2 separate regions of the Cricetulus griseus genome follow, and region 1 is linked to region 2. A link is a contact called in public Hi-C data. All regions are on one chromosome and are shown on one strand. Each heading gives the region's core, a stretch centred on a gene start, on an enhancer-like site or on the middle of the called end of the contact. The rest is flanking DNA. Distances are from core to core; before and after follow the strand shown.

What was found. Hi-C and Micro-C count contacts between places; a contact is called where the count stands out from the background.
Region 1: a contact with region 2 is called in a Hi-C map of the CHO-K1 cell line, with 4 times the contacts expected there. The contact joins the promoter of Klf6 here to the enhancer-like site in region 2. A contact is called at or near these places in 4 of 8 Hi-C or Micro-C datasets (the CHK-Q cell line, the CHL-YN cell line and the CHO-K1 cell line).

The regions. Positions count from the first base shown.
Region 1 is chr3:230,517,679-230,524,986 of CriGri-PICRH-1.0, forward strand. It overlaps Klf6 (Krueppel-like factor 6), which reads left to right and starts at 2,025. Exons shown (of 4, transcript XM_027405085.2): 1 at 2,025-2,351; 2 at 5,240-5,813; 3 at 7,078-7,201. The coding sequence starts at 2,148.
Region 2 is chr3:230,466,795-230,473,492 of CriGri-PICRH-1.0, forward strand. No RefSeq gene overlaps it. Among named protein-coding and RNA genes, the nearest start is that of Klf6, 50 kb to the right of the region's middle. Within about 2 kb of position 4,012, at least 2 of the 6 cell types and tissues checked have open chromatin away from gene starts, as enhancers often do. A contact at or near this core is called in the CHO-K1 cell line, where this site is marked.

The sequences.
Region 1 (7,308 bases), core at 775-3,274, 49 kb after region 2:
ATAAACTATGCAAATCTTCTATTTAACTGGCAGTGCTTGTAAGAGACAAGGAGAAATTTTGGCATTCTATAGGAATGTAAGGGACTGTGTGAAAATGATGACTAATTCTCTATCCAGCAAGGGAAGTTTCAATATCTTCATTATGACACCCCTAAGGAATTACAGACTCCTCCATGCTTTATTAAGGCCTTCACTTAGTGTCATATACTTTCACCTCATCCTTTACCATGTGTACTGTCATGTTGGCTTTCATTCATAGATTTGATCTGATTCTTGCTTCCTTTGTTAATTCCAAAGGCATAAGCTTGCTACTAATTATAAAGCTCTAGGTCCATATAAGGGCTTCGCTGGGAAGTTAGTTCACCCTATGTATGTGTGTCCTAAAGCCATTTCCATTCCCTTCCTGGAAACAAAATATAAACACATAACTCAGAGAGGGACAGGTTTGCCTCTTTGTCACTAGGGTAAATGGGATGAATGAAGGCCAATGGTCACCTTCATGTATTCCAAACAATACGCATTCTTCTTCTTTTTTTGGAAAGATAGCTTTTCCCAACTTAGCACTCATTAAGTATGCCCACCTAAGAACCTTATAAGCTTACAGTTCTGGTACATGCATCTGTTTAGACTTCTAAAATTAAATACGAAAAATCTTCTAAAATTATTTTACATAGTTTATGTTTAAAAGGATACTATTCATTAAGTATTACTTTTGAAGTTGTCATAATTGGTTTTTGCTGTTGTTGTTGTTTTACTCAAAAATATAGTTGCTCAGTCTTCATTTTTTAAATGAACATCATGGTGTGCTTTAGGAGACAATTTATATGAACAGAAATTAATGTCAGCTTCAGCTTAATTTAAATTGTTTACACATCCTCGGGAAAGCCTGCTAACCTGGTGAGGCATCTTGGAGCCTGCCTTCCGCAAGATAAACAGATTTCTACCCCATATACAGCAGAATCTGTATCATATTAGAATGAGAGCCGTGCATCAAGCGCAAGGGCATTTTTAAGCTGGAGATGCCTAGCAATCCAACTTGGGGTGGTGCCAGGTCATCCGTGTGAGCTTGCTAAAGCCCAATCGGGTTGTTTGGGGTGCTATCTTAAAAGCTGCGCTTACAACTTCCAATAGATAAAATTCATTCCAGAGAATCTGAGTGTAACTAACCCACGGGTCAGGTAAGGCTCTTTCTGGGTGCTCCCAAGTGTGGGTTATTTTGGAGAACGAGCGAGTCTCGGGATCCCTTCAGCCCCCTCCCAGGGATCCAGACAGAAATTACCATACAGGGACTCTAGTGCACCAAGTTCCCCTGCTGTTTGTTCCTACGGTCCCATCACTACACAGGGATCCGCGGGCCTGTTTGCGCCCACTCCGGCCACCTCAGTATCTCTGAGTATGGAGAGGATTCCGGACAAAGAGAGAAATCAGGGGACCAAGCAGAATGGAGGGTGAGGGAAGGATCAGGGGACACCGGCATCGAGCACAGAGGGACGGATGAAGTGAAATAAGGGGACCGGGCAGATATCAGCTCCCTTGTTTTGCTGGGTCCCGGTCCGGGTGACGGGATCAGAAGGTGGAACCGGGCGGCTGGGCGGCGGGGACAGGTGCTGGATTGCCCCGGCCAGGTTCCTCCAGCTCCGGCCGCACATTCTCCGGCCGCACATTTGCGGCGTTCGGCCGTGCACCTCCCAGCGCCGACTCCTTCGGCGCCTCGTAGCCCTCGCCATTTATACCCTGCTAAAAATAGCCTGCGAGTCGTCTTCCCAATCAACTCAGGCCGAGTTCGAATTGCACCAATAGAGAGGCCCGTAATGGAGAGGCTCGGTCACGCCAGGCGGGGCCGCCTTGTGTCCGCACCGGCGATTGGTGCAAGCTGACATCATCGTCGCGCTGCCCCCGGGACAGGCGCGGCCGGATTGGGTATCACTGGGGGCGGAGCTCCAAGCTGGTCACGTGGGGGAGGAGGAGTGGGGGGAGCCAAGCGGGGGAGGAGGGGGGAGGCTGGCAGCGGAGCTTTGAATAGGGAAGTTTTGCAGGGGTTACGCTTGCAGTCAGTCCGCTGTTTGCAAATATTGCGTGGGCTCGGCGCGCTGCGGGCTGCGGGAGGGTCCGGACCCGGCGTCCGATTGCAGCGCCATCCAGTTTGCATGAAACTTTCACCTGCGCTCCCGGGGACAGTTTCTGCTCCGACTCCTGATCGCTCTCCTCCCTGTTTTCCCGACAGCGAGGACTGTCTTTTCCAACCCGACATGGATGTGCTCCCAATGTGTAGCATCTTCCAGGAACTACAGATTGTTCACGAAACGGGCTACTTCTCGGCTCTGCCGTCCCTGGAGGAATATTGGCAACAGGTAAATACGGATTTTTTTTTTCTTCACGTGCCCGGTGCGCCGAGAAGGGAGTCTCGCGGAGGCGCAGGCAAGATGGTGTGTGCTTGGAAGTGCATCTTTTAAATAATGATTAGCGTTTGCCTAATTTAAAAAAATAAAGTAATGATCTTAAGATGCCCTTCTGTTGCCTGAAATGATGAAGGCACAGTAAAGCGAGCCTTCGGCGGCTAGGACTAGAGTTGTCATTTGTGTGGAGGCGAGCTCTTGTTCCCGGAACGTTTTTCTTTATTTCTTTATTTATTTTTCTGTTTTTGCTAATTCCGAGCTTCCAAGCGGCATCCACCTGAGGGGAGGGAACCCAAGATTTCTCTGCCGAATTCAGACCGGAGCCGTTGGCACAAGTTTGGGGCTTGTACCAGCTCCAAACTCCACAGCTGGACTTTGTCATATGAACGAGCTTGCCTTTACTGCCAAAAGATTTGATTTAAAGATTTTGTTTTGTTTTGATGTTTGTACACCCAGTGTTTTAAAGTATAATATTTCGCCTGCGGAACGCAGCAGCTTTTTTTTTTTTTAACTCAAGGCCATTTGCAGTTTCTTTTCCTTCTGGATAAATTCTTACATTCGCCAATGTCTGCCTTGTTTTTCTTACCTGCTTTTCTTGTTGACTGCGCGGCGGGTGTGTGTGGGGGGGGGGGCTGTTTGCACACAAGTGACTTGTCAGTCATATGACAATGAGTCCATTCCTAATTGCTTCGGGTCTTACTTTGGGGAAGAAAAAGATCTCGATTTCCGGCATTTTAATGGAACTAGAATTTGGGGCAACGGAAATAAAAGCCCCCCCCCCCGCCCCCCATTCTAAGTCTTAGGATTCCCTTAATGGCGTGACAGTCTCGAACACTTTTTACCATTGTCTCTAAAACGATGGTTTGGTGGATGTCTCTCTACCCTTCTGGGCTGGCTTTTTTTTTTTTTTTTCCTCCAAGTGAATTAGCAGATGAAATATATTCTGTGGGTTTCACAACCTCCCTGCCTTTAAAACGCATGAAAAGCGAAGTGCTGGCTGAAACCTCCACATGCCGGCTTAATTGTTCACAATCCTCTCCTGCCTTCTTCTCCCCCTCCTGGTTTTTCCTCCTCAAAGAAGCTGCTCCCTGGGACGTGATTGAAATTGATCTTAGTAGTTTCCTTTAGGCATTTGGGATTTGGGCAACAAGCCAGACTTGGCTCCTGGTCCCCTTCAGAGCCTTTTAAACTCCCAGAGAGCTGGGATCAGGTCCCCACTGCTCATCAGCATAATGGAGATTTTAAATTAGCCAGTTGATTAAAGTTTAACAAGATCTTCATAAATGTGCTCGCCTTTTCTTTGGAACATCAATAATATGTATCACCACCTCGATTCAGAATACTGTGTGCACTGTAACAGACATCGAATTTTGGGGGGAAAGAGAAAACAAGAACCCCCCACTCCACCCCCCCCCCCTTTGACTTGTGCCTGCTTGCTGTGTGAAGCATCTACAGGGAGGGATTAGGATCTCTGTATAGTGTGATAGAAGGCATTGTTTAGTAAGCATTAGCCCTTTTGCTGGTAGGCTGTGCTCAAGATGGTCTGTACCCTGATAACAATTTGTTGCAGTTTGGTTTCGAAATTTCTATCTGTAGAATGGAATAGTCAGCGGCACAGACATCCTTATATGGGCATGCAGGCAAGCCTAGTGAAAAATCAGGGCCGACATAATTTAATCCTAAAATGTTTCCTACCATTTTTCTTTTCCAGTGGCTAGAAAGTTTGAAATGGTGGGGAGAGGGGATGCTGATCTCTGCAGTTGTGTAGCTCCTTGAAAGGTTGGTTGCGGGGCTGGGGAAGGGGCACCCTGTCCATGGCACACTGCATGTATATTTGAGCCGGGTCCTTATTTGGCTGCTGGTCAGAATTTCAAAAGGAAGTCTCCTTTGGCATTGCGTGAAAGAAATAGGAGTGATGACTCATACTGTTGTACTCTTGGCCAGGAGATAAAGTCCTTGTTCATTGTGGGACTCCCAGAAGGGCCAGGGAGTAATTTCCCCTTTCCATCCTTTACAATAGCAGATGGCCATTCTGGAAGAATTCCTCCACTTGTGTTGTTGAGGTTTCTTGTTTCCTTCTGACCACAGTGAAGAAATCATTAAAGTTTGGTGGTATCCACAGCCCTGTACTTGGGAAATGACATTTAAAAATATACGTAGATATATATGTATATATATATATATATATCCTAGGTCTTAGTTACACAGGACATGGGAGGGTTCTCTTCCAATCTATTGATGTCCCTGAATACAGACAGATCTGCTGTCTGCTCTCTGACTACAGCCAGCCCTATATTGTCAGCTGTGTCCCTAAGGGGTGGGGGGGTCTTCAGACCATACTGTGTGCTGTGCAATCTTTCTGTCCTGTTGTGTGAATACTTGTGGATGGCTGGGGCTCTCAGTGATGCTCCTGGTTCTAGAGAATGTCAAACGATCTGGTTAAACCTGTTAGGTTGGTGGGAGGGGGTGTGATGTGTGGAAGGCTGATTTTCTTTGTGTGGTTTACCAGGATCCTCATTAGCAATGTCAACACTTGTAACTATAACAACAAAACAGGCCCAGTGATCATCACTCATTGTGGCCATTGGTCCAACACTGAAGAAACCAAGAGAGGCTTTACCTCTGCTTTTCCTTCGTATTCCTAGAAACAGCTTTTCTCTAGCATTCATGAGGAAATAGATTCCCATTACAGAAGACTTTGGCCCATAGTACGTGGCCCAGAAATAATTTATTTGTTCTTTGTTGCATGTTTTCTTTCTTTCTTTTTTTTTTTCTATGTGCTTTCAGTTCCACTTTCAGTAGTCGTAACAATCACGTGCCTTTTTGTGGTTCATTCTGCACAGACCTGCCTGGAGTTGGAACGCTATCTTCAGAGTGAGCCCTGCTACGTGTCAGCCTCTGAGATAAAATTTGACAGCCAGGAAGATCTGTGGACCAAAATCATTCTAGCTCGAGAGAAGAAGGAGGAATCAGAACTGAAGATTTCTTCTAGTCCCCCAGAAGACTCTCTGATCAGCCCCAGCTTTAATTATAACTTAGAGACCAACAGCCTAAACTCTGATGTCAGCAGCGAGTCTTCAGACAGTTCTGAGGAACTTTCACCCACGACCAAATTTACCTCTGATCCCATTGGTGAAGTCTTAGTCAGTTCAGGAAATCTGAGCTCCTCCGTCATTTCCACACCTCCTTCTTCTCCAGAAGTGAACAGGGAATCTTCTCAACTATGGGGCTGTGGGCCAGGAGACCTACCCTCACCAGGGAAGGTTCGAAGTGGAACTTCTGGGAAGTCTGGTGACAAGGGTAGTGGCGATGCCTCCCCAGATGGCAGGAGGAGGGTACATCGATGCCACTTCAACGGCTGCAGGAAAGTTTACACTAAAAGCTCCCACTTGAAAGCACATCAACGTACTCACACAGGTCAGTCCCCTCATGGGGCCTGGGAGGTCAGCCCCTGGTGGGCGCCAGTGAATTGCACCAGCCCTGGGAGGGAGCCAGGGCTCCTCAGGATGTGGTCACAAGCAAGGAAATCCTCACTTCCTTAATTCCTGTCACCAAGGAATTGGGTCTTTTTGGAGTTCAGAGTAGAATCTTAAAAGACTGGACATTTGAATCAGATGAATGGGTCATGCTTTCAGATTAAACAAGAGGCCAGATCACATTCTCCATCGACACTCAAACCTTCACCCACTCGGTGCTCATTTCCCCATTGTACATGCATCGTGCTATGTTGGGTTGCTCCTCATTCTATGTCATGTAAGTCCAGGGTCAGGACAGAGGGTCCTTGGGCAGCATGGAGTTTGCTAGTGTTGACCAGGGGACATTTATTGTGAATACTGTGTCACACAACCACTTTAAACAAGGGCTTTCTTAACTCAATGCCACCACTTAGAATGAAGTTCTTGTTTGTTTGAAACTACCAGTACAACATACAGGATATGAGTGGAAGGATCGCAGGAAAGCTCCATGTCATAAATTGTTACCTTATGGAGATGATAATCAAATTCTGGAGAGATGAAGTCAGGGTCCTGAAAAGGCACAGAACTTGGGAGAGGATGTGAGTGTTCCCAGGACAAGACAGTTTTGACTCAGGTTGGCTTTAGCATTATTTTTACTCATAGGTAGCATTTTATTTAATTCATAGTTATAATTTAGCTAGGGGGTGATGTCCATTTGGTTGTTTGATTGCCATTTAGAAACTGATCTGAAAGTCTCTGGATGAGGTTTCTCAGAAACTCATGACTTGAGTTTTTGCAGCAATGTAGAAGGTCCCGGATGGACGACTCATTCCCCAGGGAAATGAGTAAGGAACCAGATTGTGCTGGAGGGGGATGTCTCCATGGAGAAAGCAATAAATCTCAACTCTCAGCACGGCTGTGGGTCCTGCGGGCCGACACCTCACCCTGCAAATATGTCAGCTATCTGAGTAATTGTCATTGTTATGAGTTAACTCTGATTTTGTCAAACCTGGATCCTTGGGACAACAGCTTGAGTGAAGCTTCAGGCTAGGTTAGGAAAGAACCTATGCTTGTGACCTTTAGCGTGCCAAAGGTACTGTCTCTGTTAAAACATATGGTGAAGTCTGTAGGCTTCAGGGGTCTCACAGTATATATTGTTGAGTCTTCTCCTTCCTCCCTATCATGTCAGTGGAATCATGGTGCCTTGTCATGTGCTCTCTTCCCAGGAGAAAAGCCTTACAGATGCTCATGGGAAGGTTGTGAGTGGCGTTTTGCAAGAAGTGATGAATTAACCAGACACTTCCGGAAGCATACCGGTGCCAAGCCTTTTAAATGCTCTCACTGTGACAGGTATGTCAGGGCTTCGCAGGAAAAAAAAAAAAAGTGGGATCATGGGAGACTACCAGAGCCGAGTAGTTGTGTGCAATAGAGCCTGGAAAGAACGCCAACAGTTTCTT
Region 2 (6,698 bases), core at 2,762-5,261:
TTTTCCAAAGCCTATCTCATTATGCAGTCCTACCACTCAAGAATTTCCAGGGGGTTATTTTGTTTTCTACATTGACTTAACATCTCTATCACTTCCAGAAACCTCCTTGTTGCAATGTAATTTATGTGTCCCATCTTCTTGGTCATTCTTTAGCTTGCTCATGCTCTTATTGCATTTTTAACTATTTCTTCTCCGTTTTATGTTCTTTCCCACAGCCAAGAATTCTCTCCTCTTTTTCTTTTAGAAGCTTCCATCCTGCCACTTTTCCTCATAGGGTGGCTTTGTGAGTTAAAGTTCTTGATGTTTGATGTCTCAGCCACTCTCTCCAATTCCCAGTGACATAGGCTCAACTAGGAATAAATTTAATAGTCAATTTTGGTGTCTGAATAGAAGGAAAAAAGTGGCTATGCTATTTGTTGGACCAATATTAATTGTGGCAAACTATTTCTAACAGTTTCATTATAACAATATATTTCACAAGTCACAGCACTTGGCTTGCAAAATTAGTAATTTGGCCTCAGGTTCTTTTTGAAAGGTTTAGAGATGCACACAGTTAAATCTTCTCTGGGTATGTCATTAAAGAATCTTGTTTTAATTTTAGAAAGAATGGTAGCAGTTAGCAAAGTCTATCTTGAAAATGTTCCATAGGAGAATTATGGAAAGCACACTTCAGGCTTGAGTGTTGGATGATCAGATAGCCCTGTTGTTTCAGTTTGAAGCAGACCCACTAATGGCCTAATGGCTATCACCCTTCTCCCTTCAAAGAGCAAATGGCCTACTACTTAGGTGAGTAGTCAGTTTTTTTATTTTCATAAGAAAACATGCCTTCCATTCTGATCATTTTAAGAGTAAATAGAATTCTCATTAGCAAAAGAGAATTTGTGCAGACTGACCATTGTCAAATAATGTAATCACTATACTTCTGCTATTTGTGAAAGAAAGAAAAAAGATGAAAGGAAGAAAGGAAGGAAGAAAGAAAGAAAGAAAGAAAGGAAAGAAGGAAGGAAGGAAGAAAGGAAGGAAGGAAGGAAGGAAGGAAGGAAGGAAGGAAGGAAGGAAGGAAGGAAGAAAGAAAGTGCTGTGCACTGAGAATTACAAAACAAAAAAAGATGTGGTCATTTTGTCCCTCCAAGTAGTCTACATTATTTTCTCAGAAAAAAATTATAAAACTGCATATTTGGGCAATACCATTTTGGTCTTTTTATGAAATTGTGCTGTTTTTCTTTGTTTTCTAAATTGATTCACAATAAGCAGCCTTGTGGGTTGGCAGGATAGCGTAGTGATGAAGACCTCCTACCACTCTTGTGGAGGACTTGAGTTTGATGGACTTGAGTTTGATTCACATTACCCACATCATGCAGCTTACAACTACCTGTGACTCCAGATCCAGGGGATTTGATGTCCTTGGCCTCTCTAGGCACCCACACACACATGCACATACCCACACAGACACACAAGCACATATATAATTGAAAATAATACATTCTAAAGAAAACAGCCTACCATTGAACAATAAGAGAACAGAAGATAAAACAAGCTTTATTAAAACATTAAATTCCAAAGAACAGTAGAACTGAAGATGGTATCAACATATAGTGACACAGGAAACTAAAAAAAAAAAAAAAAATAGTCTTGAACAAACAAAGCAGTAAACAGAACAATACAGAGACCGATTCTATTTATATGAAGCAAAATCTTTCAAAAGTCAGTAATAAATTATTTGCAGACACCTTGGACTTAGAAGTACAAATAAAATAAGCAAGCAATCAACACAGACTCCATTTATCTCTTTCTATTATTGTGCAGTACTGAATTGAAGATAAAAACTGTATACCTTAGAAAGTACTCTACTGTTGATCTAAATCAGGGTTGCCTGCCCAGATTCTCTTTCTTGTTTATTTGTTTTTTACATTTTGTTTTGAGGCAGAATTCTTTAAGTTGCTGAGTCCAGCCTTGAACTTTGGAGCCTCCTGCCTGTGCCTGGGGTTGCATGTCCCCACTGATGAACATCTTCATCTGTGACATCAAAGGGACCAGCAAGCCTCTTCTCCATGTGGCTGTCATCCAAACTAAAAGCAGGCGATGTAGACAATGTGTTTAGTAGGCTGATCTCCAAACTGATGTGCTCTGCTTGCCTTACCCCTGGGATCAGGCCACATTATTTCTAATCTGAGTTAGCTATTTCCCAGGGTCTCTCAAGTTTCAACAAAATTGATATAATATTTTAATGATTATTAGTTTAATTATAAAATATCTCTAAAACGTCACATTGTTTGTGTTGTTTCTGTGTTTATGATATGCAAATGCATTCTGTACCCTCTGTAGGCTACCACTAGACCCCCTCCCTCTATGTGGTCCTCCACCCAGCACACTGCTTTTGTAGTTTTATAGACTGTCTATTATGATTGGCTTCCATTAAACACATAGAGTCCAAACATGCTGAACCTTGCCTATCTGTCCCATAGAGAATATTACACAGTATCCTTCCTGTAGTTTCATGTCTTCTCTCAACTTCCCAACCCACACACAAGTACTCTAATTCCAGCAAAGTGTCACTTGCCCCTTTCCACCTGAAGCAGCAGGTAAATAACTCTAGCAAAGCATAGCTCATAATTTGTTGCCAGTGACTATTCACAATGAACCCCTCTTGGAGTAATCTTATTTTGTATTTTAAATTACCAGGACTTTTGAGCTGAACATCCATCCACGTTGAATGGAAGAATACACTAAATGCACAACATAATTATAAAAATGCACATAGTTGCAGGACTTTAATTCTTTCAGTGCATTAGAATAAATGCTGACAAAATTGCAATAATGCAATTTAAGCATTCTGAATATGCTAGAAGCCCAATGTATTCTTACTAGACTAAAATCACCATTACCCTCCATCTAATAACATCATCTGCCCTCTCATTTCCCTGAACAACCTGATAATAATTGTGGCAGATTTGTGATGTGCTGTAGTTAGGAAAAAGTCATTTTTAAAAATTATTTCTTTTACTTTTTTTATTAAATATAGTCATATCATTGCCCCTTCCCTTTCCTCCCTCAAAACTCTCCCACATACCCCTTCTTGCTCTCTTTCAAATTCATGGTCTCTTTTTATTATTAATTGCTTTTACACACACACACACACACACACACACACACACACACACACATACACACACACAATGTATAAGGTTACCTGTATGTATGTTTTCAGAACCAACCATTTGACATTGGATAGCGAATTGTTGTGGTTAAGAACCTATGAGCTCAATACTCAGGGAGGAAGTAAATTCAAGACCAGTTATCATTATAATACTGATACTGCTGTAAGCATCTGATGAAAATCCTCAGGTTCCTAGGAACTTCTCTGAGAAGAAGGCAGAGAGAAGGAAGTAAGACTATTTCTCCTAGAAAACAATAATTTTTAAAAGAGGATAAAAGCATGCAAATGATAGTTCAATTGCCAGATGCATCCATGTAAAAGGCATGCAATTACAAACTGAGCACAGGGGAGGCAAAGACAAGCAGGTCCCTGAGGCTGACTGGCCATCCAGTCTAGCTTGTTTGGCAAGTTCCAGGTCAATGAGAGACCCTGTATCAAAATAATAGGGTAGAAGTTACCTGAGGAGTGTTGCTTAAGGTTGTTCTCTAGAATTTACAAATATATATATACACATATACCTGCACACACACACACACACACACACACACACACACACACACGCACGTGCGCGCTCGAAAAATATCAGTGTAAAATACAAGAATGTCTCTAATTCAAATAAACAGAGGAATCAGTTTTAAAAAACAAACAACAAAAAAAGGATCATCCCAAAATGGAGCCATGAATTCCCTTTGTCCTGTGAACAGATAACTTTCAGAGTCCCTAAACTATTTTGTGGTTCTAGTATCTGTGTGTTAGAAGTTGACAGAAAATCCCCAGAGAATTGTTTAGGTTAGATATGTTGAGAAAGCCCTATGGAATGTGATTAAACTAACAAGGAAGATTGGAGTTACTCACAGATGTTAAGCCGATATTACCAGTCATTCTCAAGCTGCATTACTACTTAAAAGTAGAACAGATATGTACTATAAACATCATTCAACTGATGGGACTTCAGTAATTTGTTAGCTATTCGGGACCACTCTGACATATTATTTTGTATTGTTATGAATCATCATTGCTATTATTATATGAGGCATGAATAGCCAAAATAAACATAGCAATTACTACACTCTAGGTAATGTTATGATTGTTTTAAATATAGAACCCATTTTACTCTCACACAAAAATTCCAACAGTTGGGCAACAAATCCTGGATAAGTAAATTGAGGCACAAAGAAATGAAAAGTAGCAAAGCCTGTGTTTCAAGCCCAGTGCCCATCTCAGAGAAGGATGGCTCTCAGGAGACAATACAAACTATTATAGTACCCTATTGATTTGTTTACTCTTGTGGCTAAAAGAAGTTTGATGATTTGTCAAAGATAGAAACTAACATTCAATTCTGTGTTAGGTATGTGTATTTATGTTGGTGTTTCTATGTTCATTATTTGCTTAGTGTGAACTAGATATAAATGGCTTTTGGCAATATCATTTTTAAGGATCTCATGATTTCCATCTTGTACATTCAACCCTAAGAGAATATCAGTTTTGAGTTCAAAACACCATCTTTCCCAACAGCTTCCAAGTACCAATAAGTATGAATTAAGGGTACAAAGAAATCCTTCAATAAAACCAAGCAATTCTCTAGTGGTTTCCAGCGGGGAAGTCCTACAGTGCAAAGTCAGAACTTTTGAGTTTTTGTGCCCTTAATAGAGTACTTCTAATCCTTTGGATCCATTACCTATAACTTTGTTTTATTTAAGTGCTGTAGTCTATAATGTACATACTTGTTGGAATGATGTCTATGTCTTCTGTCTGCCAGGGTAAGCAGGTAACTAAATAAGTTACAGCTTCATTTTAATTAAAAATGATGACTCTTGGATTGGCAATGTAGCTCAGTTGGTAGTTGCTTCTCTAGAAAGCATGAAGCTCTGTGTTTGAGCACAGCATCACTGTATACTATCGATGGTGTCGACTGTTTTGTAATGACAGCATCACAGAGGAGAGGTTAAGAGTATCAAAGGCTTGAGATCATCAGTGGCTTTGTAGTGAATTCAAGGCCAGTCTGGGATACTATGTCCAAAAAAAAATAGGGGGAGGGGCTGCAAGTGAGTAAAAGTGGTTGTTACCAAGACTGACAAGAGTCCAGTCCTAGTAACATACTTTCAAAAGACAGAACTGACTACTGCAAGTTGTCTACTATCCTCTAACCTTCACACATGCATTGTGTCACACACACACACACACACACACACACACACACACACACACACACACACAATGTCATAAGAACAGTAGAGATTCCCCAGTGGTTAAGAACACTTGCTGTTGTTTCAGAGAACTCAGGTTTAGTTCCAAGCACTCATTGGTTGCTTACAACCATCAACCATCTGTTAGTTCCAGTTCCAAGGGATCTGACACCCTCTTCTGTCCTCTTAAGGTACTAAACACACATAGTACATATACATACATATAAGCAAAAAACAGCTACAAAATATTTTTTAAGAAAAGATTTAAAAAAATAATGTCAGGAAAAATTTAATATAAAATCTATGAGTTAATTTCAAACTAAGCAGACTTAAAAAGACCTTGGAGATCCAGAAAAGAGTTGGCTTTTAAAAGGTTTGTATTTTATGTACACATTAAGAAGGAATTATTTACTTGACAGACACAACTGAGAAATGAGTTTTCAAACCTCCTGCAAAGTAAAAGCATTTATTGATGGGTTAATATTATTTAATGAGTTAGTATCTTTTGTTAGCTATTAATACCCATTAAGAGTTAATGCATTTATTAAGAGATTTAATACATATTTGAAATTGTTCATTAATTTAGAGAACTTTTAAAATTCACTTTGATAGTTGTATGGTTTATTTTAGAATATTCGATAATCAATTATACATGTATAAAATTTTACATAATAAAAATTTCCAAGTATAGAATGTGCTAATGATGAGATAATATATAAGAAGCATTATACATCTATAACAAGCAATTTTCAGTAAAATATCACAGATATTTAAGATTAATCTAGTTCAACATTTTACTCTTTAATGCTAAATAATGCAGTGAATTAATTCAGTACACACTGGCAAAAGATGTTTACTAGAGTTACCTATTTCAAGTTTCTATGCTACTTCTGTGAAATTCTTCTGAATTCTTCTTCATTATGTTCAAATACCATTCACTGTAATTTTTGAAATTTACTAATTTTTAAAAGTTTAAAATTAATGATTTTGGTAAGAATTTTCTTAGGGTCTTTATGGAAGTGAATGGTGTGATGAAACAAAACCAAATAAAACTAAGGCCCTTCCTGCAACAGATCATGGTCTAGCCTGGCAAAACTGGTAACTCAAATATAAAGCAGATTAACAATAAATTAACTATGAAGATTGAAATATCTTGCTAATATTCACATTTGATTTTAAACATTTTTTTTTTAATATTGAGGGAGGTAGGGTCTGGTTTTAGAGGTTATCTTTACACATTAAGAAGAAACTTCTCATATGTCCATTAAAACAGAATTAGGTTGGAGGAAGCAGCCTCCATGTAGGTGCCTCCATGTAGGGCTGGAGAATATTGGAAATGAAAGATGGAGATGAAA